Linked DNA regions of Mus musculus: regions 2 and 3 are each linked to region 1. The links are chromatin contacts, called in public promoter capture Hi-C maps. All regions are on one chromosome and are shown on one strand. The core of a region is the stretch at or near the end of the contact, and the rest is flanking DNA. Distances in the headings are between cores, read along the strand shown. Region 1 holds the start of Ccdc153 (coiled-coil domain containing 153). Region 2 holds the start of Tmem25 (transmembrane protein 25). Region 3 holds the start of D630033O11Rik (RIKEN cDNA D630033O11 gene).

What was found. Promoter capture Hi-C pulls out the DNA fragments that hold promoters and counts their contacts.
Region 2: a promoter capture Hi-C map of pre-B cells shows a contact between it and region 1, with 2.2 times the contacts expected there. The contact joins the promoter of Tmem25 here to the promoter of Ccdc153 in region 1. A contact is called at or near these places in 4 of 39 promoter capture datasets (cranial neural crest, fetal liver, hippocampal neurons and 1 more).
Region 3: a contact with region 1 is called in a promoter capture Hi-C map of liver, with 5 times the contacts expected there. The contact joins the promoter of D630033O11Rik here to the promoter of Ccdc153 in region 1. A contact is called at or near these places in 2 of 39 promoter capture datasets (hippocampal neurons and liver) and 1 of 115 datasets of contacts at active chromatin or transcription factors (pancreatic cancer cells).

Annotation. Positions count from the first base shown.
Region 1 is chr9:44,238,605-44,242,388 of GRCm38.p6, reverse strand. It overlaps Ccdc153 (coiled-coil domain containing 153), which reads right to left and starts at 1,712. Exons shown (of 7, transcript NM_001081369.2): 1 at 1,666-1,712; 2 at 1,313-1,391; 3 at 702-767. The coding sequence starts at 1,382.
Region 2 is chr9:44,797,250-44,801,418 of GRCm38.p6, reverse strand. Tmem25 (transmembrane protein 25) reads left to right here and starts at 2,172. Exons shown (of 8, transcript NM_001357385.1): 1 at 2,172-2,755; 2 at 2,987-3,298. The coding sequence starts at 2,686. Ttc36 (tetratricopeptide repeat domain 36) reads left to right here. Exons shown (of 3, transcript NM_138951.1): 3 at 1,686-2,019. The coding sequence ends at 1,948.
Region 3 is chr9:43,257,501-43,261,631 of GRCm38.p6, reverse strand. It overlaps D630033O11Rik (RIKEN cDNA D630033O11 gene), which reads right to left and starts at 1,753. Exons shown (of 3, transcript NR_168927.1): 1 at 1,573-1,753.

The sequences.
Region 1 (3,784 bases), core at 463-2,962:
AGACAGGGACAGTACACTCATGTACATAAAATAAATAAATCTTTTTTTAAAAAAGATTAGAAGCCGGGCATGGTGGCGCACGCCTTTGATCCCAGCACTTGGGAGGCAGAGGCAGGCGGATTTCTGAGTTCGAGGCCAGCCTGGTCTACAAAGTGAGTTCCAGGACAGCCAGGGCTATACAGAGAAACCCTGTCTCAAAAAACAAACAAACAAACAAGAGAGAGGGAGGGAGGGAGGGAGGGAGGGAGGGAGGGAGGGAGGGAAGGAAGGAAGGAAGGAAGGAAGGAAGGAAGGAAGGAAGGAAGGAAGGAAGGAAGAAAGAAAATGCCTCTATAAGATCTGGCTATAGTTAAGCCTATAGGGCATTTTCTTAATCAGTGAATGATGGGGAGGGCCCAGCCCATTGTGGGTGGTGCTACCCCTTTGCTGGTGGTCCTGGGTTCTATAAAAAAGCAGGCTGAGCAAGCCATGGAGAGCAAGCCAATTAGCAGCACCCCTCCATGACTTCCGTATCAGCTCCTGTCTCCAGGCTCCTAGCTCCTCTCCTGACTTCTTTCAATAATAAACAGTGCTTTGGGTGCGCAAGCCAGATAAACCATCTCCTCCCCACGTTGCTTTGGTTGTGGTGTTTCTTCACAGCAGTGATAACCCTGACTAGGACCTGTCATTGCTGCTGTCTCCTGAGGCTCCACACTCCTTACCCAAGCGGTCCTGAAGCAGCTCCTTCTCGAGCAGCACCAGCCTGTGCTTGGCCTCAGCCTCCACACCTGTCGTGGCAAACCACGGAGTCTTAGGCTACGCTGATCTCGCCCCTGCCCTGTCTTCCTCCCGCACTTTTTGCAGGATGGGGGAAGATCACTGATACCCAATGCCAAAATCTGACAAATTCATAGCCAAGCCTTCACTGCCTTGTACTTGGTGTGTGCTCAAAAGAAGGGTGAAACAGATGACAGAGGCAAAGGACTAGAGGGGGCTCCAGGGGGAGAGAGGCAGTCTCCGGTCCCCAGCCTGGCCGAATCTGAACTCAGGGCTCTGAAGAGGAGGGCAAGAGAGCCTCACTTTAGCCAACTGTGGTGTCAATGCCTAACTAATGCCAGGCATTGTGAGCACCAGGCTGTCCCAGCACTAGGAGGACTAGGAGGATACGTTTGAGGCTTGCCTGGGTTTCTTAGTGACCCTGTGTCAAAAGAACAAAAGACAAAACCAAAACAAACGCCCTCTGTCTTGTTGCCCAGGGAGCTGGATTCCCTCTAAGGACCTTGGTGTGGACATGGACATGCAGGGGCACTGGCCTTCACCCATGGTGACTCACCAGGACTTGAATTCTTTTTCTTCTTCCGTGCCTCAGCTTTTCTCCCCCTTCCTTTGGTTTTAGGTGGCATCCCGCTGTCCTGACGAAGGGAAGACCTATGTAGGTCAGCATACAGACAGGCTTTCCTGACTCTTACACTGAGTTGGTTGGGGGTTTCTGGAGCATCAGAGTGCCAGTCTCCCAGTGCATCTTACACTTCTATAGAAGCTTCATTTCTTGGTCTCTGGGACCCTTAGGGAGGGCTGGGATCACTGAGGGAGAACAATCCTATGTGCAGCAGTCAGCTTCTTAGAGAAACTTCTGGACATCCCTTCTCTCTCCCCAACTTGTGTACTCTCCTCCTTCCTACCTACCTGCAAGACTTTCTGTTGCTTGTGTGGTGTCTCCCTGGGAAATGACATGTCATGGGGACAGTAAAGAGAGACCCAAGTAGATTGAGTCTAGGGAGGAGCCTGGGTCCTGGGAGCCAATCCAAGGTGTAAAACTTCCTCAAGAGGTGGGACCAAGAACTGGGATGTTGGGTTTCTGGATACTGCACGTTGTCCAGGCAACTGGAAAACTCAGGCAGGTGGGTGAGCTAAATCAGCTCATACAAAGGAAAGCTTCTCTTTTTACCTCCATATCCTAGCCCTAAAGAAGAGGCTTAGGAGCCGAATAGCTATTATTCATGTCTACACAGGCACTACCTGTGGTCTGGAGACTCTCCAGGCTAGGAATCTACAAACTTGCAGTCTGGGAGAGCAGTGTTTTGCAAGACATAGGGAAAGCAGGGATAGCGGCCATCACAGCTACTTTATATCTGGAGGTTTCGTGTGAACACAGTGACATTATTTACTTTAAAACAGAAGGTTTGGGGGCTGGAGAGATGGCTCAGTGGTTGAGAGCACTTGGCTGCTCTCCCAGAGGTCCCGAGTTCAATTTCCAGCAACAGCATGGTGGTTCACATCCATCTGTAATGGTATCGGATGCCCTCTTCTGGTGTGTCTGAAGACCACCAGATACATAAAATAAATAAATAAATGTTTTGTTTGTTTTTTGTTTTTTGTTTTTGTTTTTGTTTTTTTTTAAACAACAACCTGAAGGTTTGCCTCAAAAAGGCTACTGTGGTGTGTGAGGGAAACATGTTCTGACACAGGTAGTTGAAAGGATGCTGACCCACAAAGAGGAACACAAATTAGACAAGAGTCTGGAGTTCAGCTACTTAATTTTGCTCAGCTTGTATTTCTTGGTGTATAAGTTTTGTAGCTCCTGAAATCCCCAGACGTCAGTGCAGTGTTTACAGGACTCCTTTTTCCCTCTCCAGTCAATCTTGCCTTCTCCCACTATTTCTTTATGAGGTTTAATCTGCAGGCAGGGGTTTAGCAGCCCCCAGGCTCCCTGCAGCATAAAGTTGCTTAGGGCTCCCTCTAGTGGACTTGCTTGACCGCCTGCACCTCCTAAAGTTTGCAGTTGGTAATTTCTTGGGCAATATTGGGGGAGATCCCCTTTACGGGGTGTTTTTTAGTATCTTATGTATAATTAAAATTTGATTGTTGGCAGAAAGCATGACGGGAAGCCCTCCCTCCATCTGGGAGAGATCCGTCTGGACCTGTGCCATCTCTGGGCACCATAATGTCACCATACATAGAATTTAAACAAGCCTTCCTCCCTGTGGATTATGGAACCTACAGATCCTTTTTAGGCATGTCTGTCCATTCTAGTCCCTGAAAATGTTGGTCAGTTGCATATTATTAGAAGCAAATCTGCCGAAACAGACACAAGATGTGGGACTATGAAATCACTTCCAGAGCAAGCGGAAGGTCAATACCTGTTTTATTTAACTCCGTAGCACTTTAGATACTGTAAGAGAGAGTTTTAATTTTTATTTTTGATTATGTTCTTTATGTGTGGGTTTGTGAGCACAGTGCCGGGGGGCGGGGGAGGCTACAAGAGAGCTTTGGAGTCCCTTGGAGTCGGAGTTACGGGTAGTTGTGAGCAGCCCACCAGTGTGGTGCTGGAAACCAAATTCGAGTCCTCTTCATGAGCAGGACTCACTTTTAACTGCCGAGCCATGTCTCCAGCCCCGGCTCTGGACACTTTATAGAGCAAAGAGTCCTACTTGTCGTTGTGATGCTTACAGCCCCTGTAACGTAGGGCTGGTGACCCCGTACACAGGTCTCAGATATGGAGAAATCTCATTTTTCATCACGTTTTCATTTATTCTTCCTTTAGAATCTCCGGTCCTTTCCCAGGAGCTTCTCAGGGACTTCTTTCCCTGAATCTCTGTCACTCACGTTTGTGCTTGGAAGGACACATTGGGGATGACAGAACACAACCTAGACCTCATGTTTTAGGAGATCGTGTATTTTACAAATGAGTTCAGTCAACTGACTCTCAGGTGCAGGATCAGGATGTGGTTTGAGGTCAAGGTGAAGTGGAGAAAAAAAAAGGTGCCATGTGTCACGTGATGAACTGGTCCCAACGGAACCCAGA
Region 2 (4,169 bases), core at 923-3,422, 560 kb before region 1:
AGAATCAAGAGGCTGCATTCTGCTCATGGACTTAATAAAAGCCTTCTAGGCAGCAGTAGGCTTGAAGAGCAGGGCATGAGGATAAAATGTTTGTCTAGCAGTTACTGGGAACTAGGCATTATGCACACCACAAGGTTGTAGTAACAATCCTTATGACCCCCCACCCCAGAGGGTATGTATTGTCATTTCATCATAAAGTCGAAGAAAAGGAAGAATACAGAGGTTGAGTAGCTTCCTCGTCATCCTCCAGCCAAGAAGTGGCTGAGCTAGAATAGGAACCCAGGTGGCAGGGCTCTAAAAACCATGAGACTACTCTCCAGGGGGCTCATCATTAGGTAACAGCAGGCAAATCTGAGAGGAAGCGGCATGGGGACCTGTTCCTGAAGGGCAAGTTCTGAAAGATGAGCAATGTGTCAATTCAGACGCCAGGGGCCTAGAGAGAATGCATCCATCCGTCTGGGAAGCTTGCACTCTCCAGGGTGGAGCGGGCCCCAGGGATGGGTGGAAAGCTGAGCCCTGCGGAGGTGGACCGAGATCCAGGAGTGACAAACTACAAGTGTCAGATGAGAAGGTGGTTGTCACTCAGGGATTTGGCCTGGGCAGGGAAGGTATCTGGATCAAACCTGGTGTATTCAGTTTCTGTAGCTGGAATGGGGATCATAGGATAGAGGGAATAGGACTAGGAGTTGGAGACCAGGCCATAGGTAAGACTAGCTGGTGGGGTGTTCCTAGAACCTAAACTGGAGAATTTGGACCTCATCCTAATGACAGGAGGCTTGTCTGCCATAGGTTGTTGTTGACAACCTACAGATGGAAAGCCTGGAGATGCAGAGGTAACTCCACTTGTAGAGGCTTGGATTCCTGCAGACTAGCTGTGAAGAGGGAAACTGAGCTGGTCCCAGAGCTGCTCAGTCTGCAGTCCCAACCTGGACCTCTGAGGGAAACTCAGCCTTTCTCCACGATGGTGCTGAGCAATGCAAGGGCCCTGGCAGCCTCTTTAGGAAACTGGAGACTATGAATAGAGGCAGGGTCCAAAGAAAGCAGCCCGTGGACCTAACAGAAACCCTAAGCTGGCTGCCTGAGGTTCCGGGATGAGTTCTGAAACTCAATCCAAGTACGTTCCTCTGAGAATCACGAAAATAAAACAGTGCAGCCAGCTCTGGCTCCACGACCTTCTTCCAATGAAATAAGATACAGAGTAATGAAGACCGTGGAGATAATGAAGGAGAAAAATGGGGAACGTGCCGCTTTCGTAGTCTGCATTGGAAAAGAGGAAACAGTTCTGTTAGCTAATGAGATTTCTTGAACTCTAGGGTTCAAAGTGGGCCACCAAACACACAGTAGGTGCTAGGCTCCACTTGTGTGAACTACGACTATTTGATAATTGATGGATTCACTAACACAGTGGCCAGATCCTCTAGAAAACATTCACGTTTGGGTGCATTAATGTTAGGACATACCAGGAACAAGGCCAAGGAGAGCCTTGGACTTTGATCTCAGCTCTGCCCGTGGGCGGCCCACAAGCCAATTGTAGCAACCCTTCATCTCGGGTTAGAAATAATCCCTCGTGGTTCAAAAGTCTGCTGCACGAAGGAGGGGATGGGCTGCTCTGCTCGGCAGGTGGGCGGGGGCTCGGTTGCCCACACCCGGCTGACCTGCGCCGCCCTCTCCCTGTCCGCCCGCAGGCGCCCTGGAGGACTTGGAGCGCGCGGTGACATTGAGCGGCGGCCGGGGTCGCGCCGCCCGCCAGAGCTTCGTGCAGAGCGGGCTACTGGCGAGATTTCAGGGCCGGGACGACGACGCCCGCAGGGACTTCGAGAAGGCTGCGCGACTGGGCAGCCCGTTCGCACGGCGCCAGCTAGTGCTGCTCAACCCGTACGCCGCGCTGTGCAACCGCATGCTGGCCGACATGATGGGGCAGCTGCGCGCGCCCAGCAACGGGCGCTGAGCGTGGCCGGCCGAATGATGGAGAGGGGGACCCTGACCCAACCAGGACCCAATAAAACTTCCGGGACTCTCGGACTGCGTCTGCTCTGTGTCCGCCTGCTTACTAACCAGCCTCACGGTGGAGGCCTTGGCGGGGGTAGGGAGGAGGCGGGACAGGGCGGGGCTGGAACGGCCACCTGCCCTTGCTCGGGCAGCGATTGGTCCTGCCTGGCGCGGGCCCCGCCCTTGCAGCGGACTGCGGTGCTCAGCCTTCTTGAGCAATTGCTGGGGCTCACTCTGGGAGGGAGCCAGGTGAGCTGACCCGAAAGCAGGATGCTCCAGCGACCCTCGGATCCGCGACGCTCTCTTGCTAGGCCCAAGTCCACCTGAGCAGCCGAGATTGGAAAAGCGGTGCATGGCGAGATATGGGAGGGAGAGCCAAGGCCAGCGAGGAGTGAACCGGGTCAAGAGAAGGACGATCGTTTGGGGGGGAAGGGGAAGGGCGCCTGTGCATGTCTGTCTGTCTGTCTGTCTGTCTGTGGTCATCTACTGTCAGTGCTGGCCTCTATGCCCGCACAGAGACGAAGTGTTGCCATAGGGTCTCTTCCTTTGGGTCTTGCTGATTGTGTCTATTTGTGCCGGTGTCTTGGCCACTGTGGGCCAGTCTACATCAGTGCATGGTAAATTATTGCAGGAATTGTTAGGCCTACATGGCTGGTACTCTTCTCTCAGCAGCCTGGAGGCCGGTCCCTGATCACCATGGAATTGCCTCTAAGCCAAGCTACCCTCCGGCACACACTGCTGCTCCTTCCTGCCCTCTTAAGTTCAGGTATACCCCAGTTCATCCTTTGGCCAAACCCTCCTTGCTTGCATCTCCTCTCACGATACCCACTCCAGTCTCCAGGGCTGGGTTCCCCTATCCCTACTTCCCTACCATAAGTCTATGCAGATCCTGGTCAGAGAAACCAGCTGCCCTGTCTCTTGGCCTGCTGCCTCTCTGTAACTGAACCTCACTGTGGTCTCTCCAAGTGCCTCCCAGCGGCTGCCTGCTGTGTTCCAGGTCAAGGGGAGCTGGCGCCGCAAATTGATGGTCAGACCTGGGCTGAGAGAGCGCTTAGGGAGAATGAGCACCATGCCTTCACCTGTCGGGTTGCAGGAGGTTCTGCCACTCCCCGATTAGCCTGGTACCTGGATGGACAGCTACAGGAGGCCACCACCTCCCGACTGCTGAGTGTGGGTGGGGACGCCTTCTCTGGAGGAACCAGCACTTTCACTGTTACTGCCCAGCGCTCCCAACATGAGCTTAACTGCTCCCTGCAGGACCCAGGGAGTGGCCGGCCAGCCAATGCCTCTGTCATCCTCAATGTGCAATGTAAGTATCCCTGAGACAGTCTTACTACATTGCCTAGGCTGGACTCAAACTTGCCAATCCCCTGCCTCGGCCTCTAGAGTGCTGAGATTACTCATACGCATGACACATTTAGCTTTAACAGGACATTCATAAACACGATATGAGAGAATTTCTATTTTCATCCCTATTTTACAAATGAGAAATTGAGGCACAAGTTAAGCAGCTGCCCAACATTTTGAGATTTAATTGCCCAACAATTAAGAAGTAGGTCCAGGATGCAAATTTAGACCTTTGTCTGGCTCTCTACTCTTTTTATTTTTATGCTTTGAGACTTTTTCCAGGGGTGACTTTGAGCTTCTGATCTTCTTGCTTCTGCCTCCCCAGTGCAGAGACCATAGGGTATGTGGTATGAGGACCGAACCCAGGACCTTTCTCATGATCGGCAAGCACTCTACCAACTGAGCTATATTCCCAGCCCAGGTTTTAAAATTTTAGACAGTCTTACTATTTATCCAAGAGCAGCCCCAAACTGGAAATCCCCCTGCCTCTGCTTCCACTGAGCCACATCCCCAGTAGTTTTCTATTCTTTTTTCTTATTCTGGTTTTTCAAGACAGGGTTTCTCTATATAAAAGTCCTGACTGCCCTGGAAATTTTGTGAACCTAGAAGCTTTGTAGACCTTGAACTCACAGAGATCCTCCTGCCTGTGCCTCCTGAGCAGCACTGGAATTAAAAATGTGTACCATCGCCGGGTGTGGTGGTGCATGCCTTTAATCCCAGTACTCGGGAGGCAGAGGCAGGCGGATTTCTGAGTTCGAGGCCAGCATGGTCTACAAAGTGAGATTCAGGACAGCCAGGGCTACACAAAGAAACCCTGTCTCGAAAAACCAAAA
Region 3 (4,131 bases), core at 504-3,003, 980 kb after region 1:
AGGGAAGAGTGGGGATGGGGCTTGAGACTGATGCTTCCAACCTGAGGGGCTGAGGAGGCTCCCACGAACCAGAGCCCAGAAGGCTCTGATGGCTTCCAGAGCACAGAAGGCTCTCATGGCTTCCAGCTCTACCGCCTCACTGGAGCCTCAACCCACTTTAAGAAAAGAGACCCAGCAGCTCTCCCAATCCCTCATCCCCTCATCCTCTCTACCTCCACCTCTGGACCTCCCCTCCACCCCACCCCTCCACCCCCTCCCAAACTCAGGATGAGCAGCTCTGCCCTTCTCTCTCTGTTCTCCACAGCACAGGCTGGAAGGCATCAGGCTCCAGGATGCAGCCTGAGCCCCCGCCCCAACTGCACACACTACCAACCCCCACCCCCACCCACTGCACACACACTCAACCCACCACACACACGCACACTGCACACACCACCAAGCCACCCTCCATACATGCTGCACACACACACACTGCACATACTGCACCCACACACACACACACACTGCACACACCGCCAACCCATCCCCCATACATGCTGCACACACACACACACACACACACACACACACACACACACACACACACACGCACGCACGCACGCACCACCAAACCCTACCCCACCCACACCCTCATTTTCTTTCTCATTTCAGTTAAGAGCCCTCATAGCCACCATGCGCATGCCCCCAGACATGCCAAGCCTTTTGTTATTGCTACACAAGTTGTTTGTGCTCACAAACCACACAAATTGCAGCTAACAGATGGCTCCATGGGTCAAGGACTTGTCACCAAGCCTGATGACCTGAGTTCAAGCCCTGGAACCCACGTGATGGAAGAGGAGACTGAACGTTGTGCTTGTGTGCTCTCTGTCTCTCTGTCTCTCTCTCTGTGTCTCTCTGTCTCTGTCTCTGTCTCTCTCTCTCTCTCTCTCTCACACACACAACATAGTAATTATTTTTAATTGCAAAAAATAGAACATAGCGTTTTAACTAAGTTTACAATTTGGGGGCTAGGCTGCATTCAGCTATCCTGTTGGTCAGAAGTTATTAAAAAAAGAATAACCCAGCCGGGCGTGGTGGCGCATGCCTTTAATCCCAGCACTTGGGAGGCAGAGGCAGGCAGATTTCTGAGTTCAAGGCCAGCCTGGTCTACAGAGTGAGTTCCAGGACAGCCAGGGCTACACAGAGAAACCCTGTCTCGAAAAACAAACAAACAAAACAACAACAACAACAACAAAAAGAATAACCCTTCAGCCTGAACCTGGTCCCTGGGCAGCTCTGTCACCTTGGGTAAAGCTTAATTCCACGTCTCACACCACAATCTCCTCATCTGTGAAGCAGAGAAAAACCAATCCATTTTCTGCTCACTGTGTTAGTGGGAAGTGGGACCCGAGAGGCCAGTGCTTAGAATTCGGAGGCTTTTCCTTCTCAGCGACCAGGGACCAATTCTCCCATGGTGGATCCAGATGACCATCAATCGCTTGTTCACTAAGACTCTTTCAAACTCTGCGTTTGGCTGCACTTGCTCCCTGGAGCCTTCCCCCTCAGTAGGCAGGGACAGAGGTTAGGACTCACCAGACACCCAGGGCAGGAAGGGCTCAAGTCATAAGTTCCATATGGGACTGTGCAAGAGGTGACACCGATGCCGTGGTGCAGACAGGAAGCTGCGCCTCCTTCACTCTGTTCCTTATTTTCATTATTTTCTTTATTTTCATTCATTTACCTGCTTCACTGGAACTGCTCCGAGAGCCATGACTCTATGCCAGACACTGCACTAGGCATTGGGAATTCAGATGATAGTGTGAATACAGGTGCAGTTACGTTCACAGCCTCCTGGAGGAAAATGACAGGTTCCCACACTGTGTGAGCCGTGCTGAGACAGCAGGAGCACTGGATGCCACTGTGAGGCACAGAGGTTAGCCTGCACCCAGCGAGGTGGGACAGGTCTCCCCTCAGACACTACAGGAGTCTTGCTGAGATGAGGGAAAAACACAGCAGTTTCTTGGTACCCCACAGCTTAGAGGGTGGCACGAGGAAAATACACCCGACAGAGAGGTTCCAGGGTAGGATAATTAATATTTTGCTAAGTGGGAAAATACAAGTTGTGATGCTCACACGCACGCGTGCGCGCACACACACACATACACACACAAAGCTCAGAGAAAGCAAACTGGGATTCTTCTCACAGAAATTAAAAAGAAGGGAGAGAGAGAGAGAGCAGTTAGAAGCAGTTACAGGCAATTCTGTGGCTGAAAGAGCATTCCCTACAAGATGAGGCCCACTCTACTACCGAGCCACACACTACCACCGTCTTAGGGTTTTTATTGCTGTGCAGAGACATCATGGCCACAGCAACTCTTAAAAAAGAAAACATTTAATTGGGGCTGGCTTATGATTTCAGAGTCCATTATTGTCATGGCGCAAGCATGCAAGCATGTAGGCAGACATGGTGCTAGGAATTCTATATCTGGATCTGCAGGCAGCAGGAGAGAGAGAACGTTTGGGCGTCTTCATTAGGGTTTTATCTCTGTGAATAGATGCCATGACCACAGCAACTCTTATAAAGGAAAACATTTAGTTGGGGCTGGCTGAGGGTTGGTCTGTCCTCATCATGGTGGAAAGCAGGGCAGCATAGAGGCAGCCTTAATGCTAGAGAAGTAACCAAGAATTCTACACCTGGATCTGTAGGCAGAAGGGAGAGAAGGGTGCAGACACTGGGCCTGCCTGGAGCATTTGAAGCCCACTTCCTCCGATAAGTCCACACCAATCCAACAAGGCCACAGCACTTAATCTTTTCAAATAGCACCACTCCCTAGAATCTATGGGATCATTTTCATTTAAACCACTACAACCACCAAGCTACCCCACCATACTACCACTGTGCCACCCTACTTCATAGCAGTAGCTACAAGACAAGAGATTCCCAATTGTCCATTCAGTAGGTAGGAAACCTACTTCTAGACACCTACCTCCTCCCCCAGAGTCTTACATTCCCGGGGAAATTGGCAGATCTCAAATTCATCTCCCCATCTGGAAGCTCCAATTTAATAGAAATAGGTAAAGGGTTAATATTAGCTAGGGGTGTAGCTCAGTTAGGAGAGAGCTTGCCTACCATTATGAATTTCCGATTCCTTCCCCAGCAACCTGTAAATCAGGCATGTTTAGACCACACCTCTAGTCCCACATCTAGAGAGGTAGGGCAGGGGGATCAGAAGTTAGGGTCATCCTTGACTCTACAGCAAGTTCAAGGGAGTTATTTTTTGTGAACTGTAGATATAAGTATAAAATATCCAAGGGACAGGTAAAGCCGAGCATGCCGTCATTCAAAGAGACCTGAGAGTGTCTCAAGGGAGCACTTAGTAGGTCCACCAGAACCAAAGTGATATCAGCTAATTTTGCTTCCAAACTCCTTCTAGATGTCCTTCCAGGCCCACCATTCCTCAGCAGGAGGTGTCTAGAGTTGGGCTTCTTCTCATAGAGAATATGTCAAGGGTAGAACTGCATTGTGGTGTAGAAGCACATAGTTTCAGGGAGTCCTCTTCACACTGCGGTCTCCAGAGTACGCTGGAGACAGACCTGAGGGAGAAGCCTGTGACTCTGGCTGCTAACTTTAAACTTGCCTTGACCAGACCAGAAGAACTGTTGTTCCTTAGTTGCGTGGAGACCAGAGGGCACTAATTAACCAAAAAAATCAATGGTATGTAGGGTTATAGGGTCTCGAGTCTGCTCTGCCACAGGGCTCAGCAGCTCGGGGAGGTGGGACTCGGGGAGTCAATCCCATTCTCCCCAACCTTCCCACCCCTTACCCCCCACTCCCCCACTCCCCCACCCTCCACTTACCCCACGCTGTCGCTGTTGCTGGGTTGGTGTCAGGCTATGGGGAAACCAAGGGACACCGCTCCAAGGGTGGGGAGGCACGGTGTGAGGTGCGGGACAGCTGGAGATAGTTTGGGGGTCCCCGGGCCTCTGGCTCTCAGGCTCTCAAACACCCAGGCAGCGTTGGATGCTGTGGAAGAGCTGAGAATAGAGTGGGGGCTGATGGCTGGATCTAGCCCAGGGCCTGGGGTAGGGTGATGGGGAGGGGGAAGCTCCAGCTAGTCCCGCTGGGAGAGTCCTTGGCTTGGCTTGGCTTGG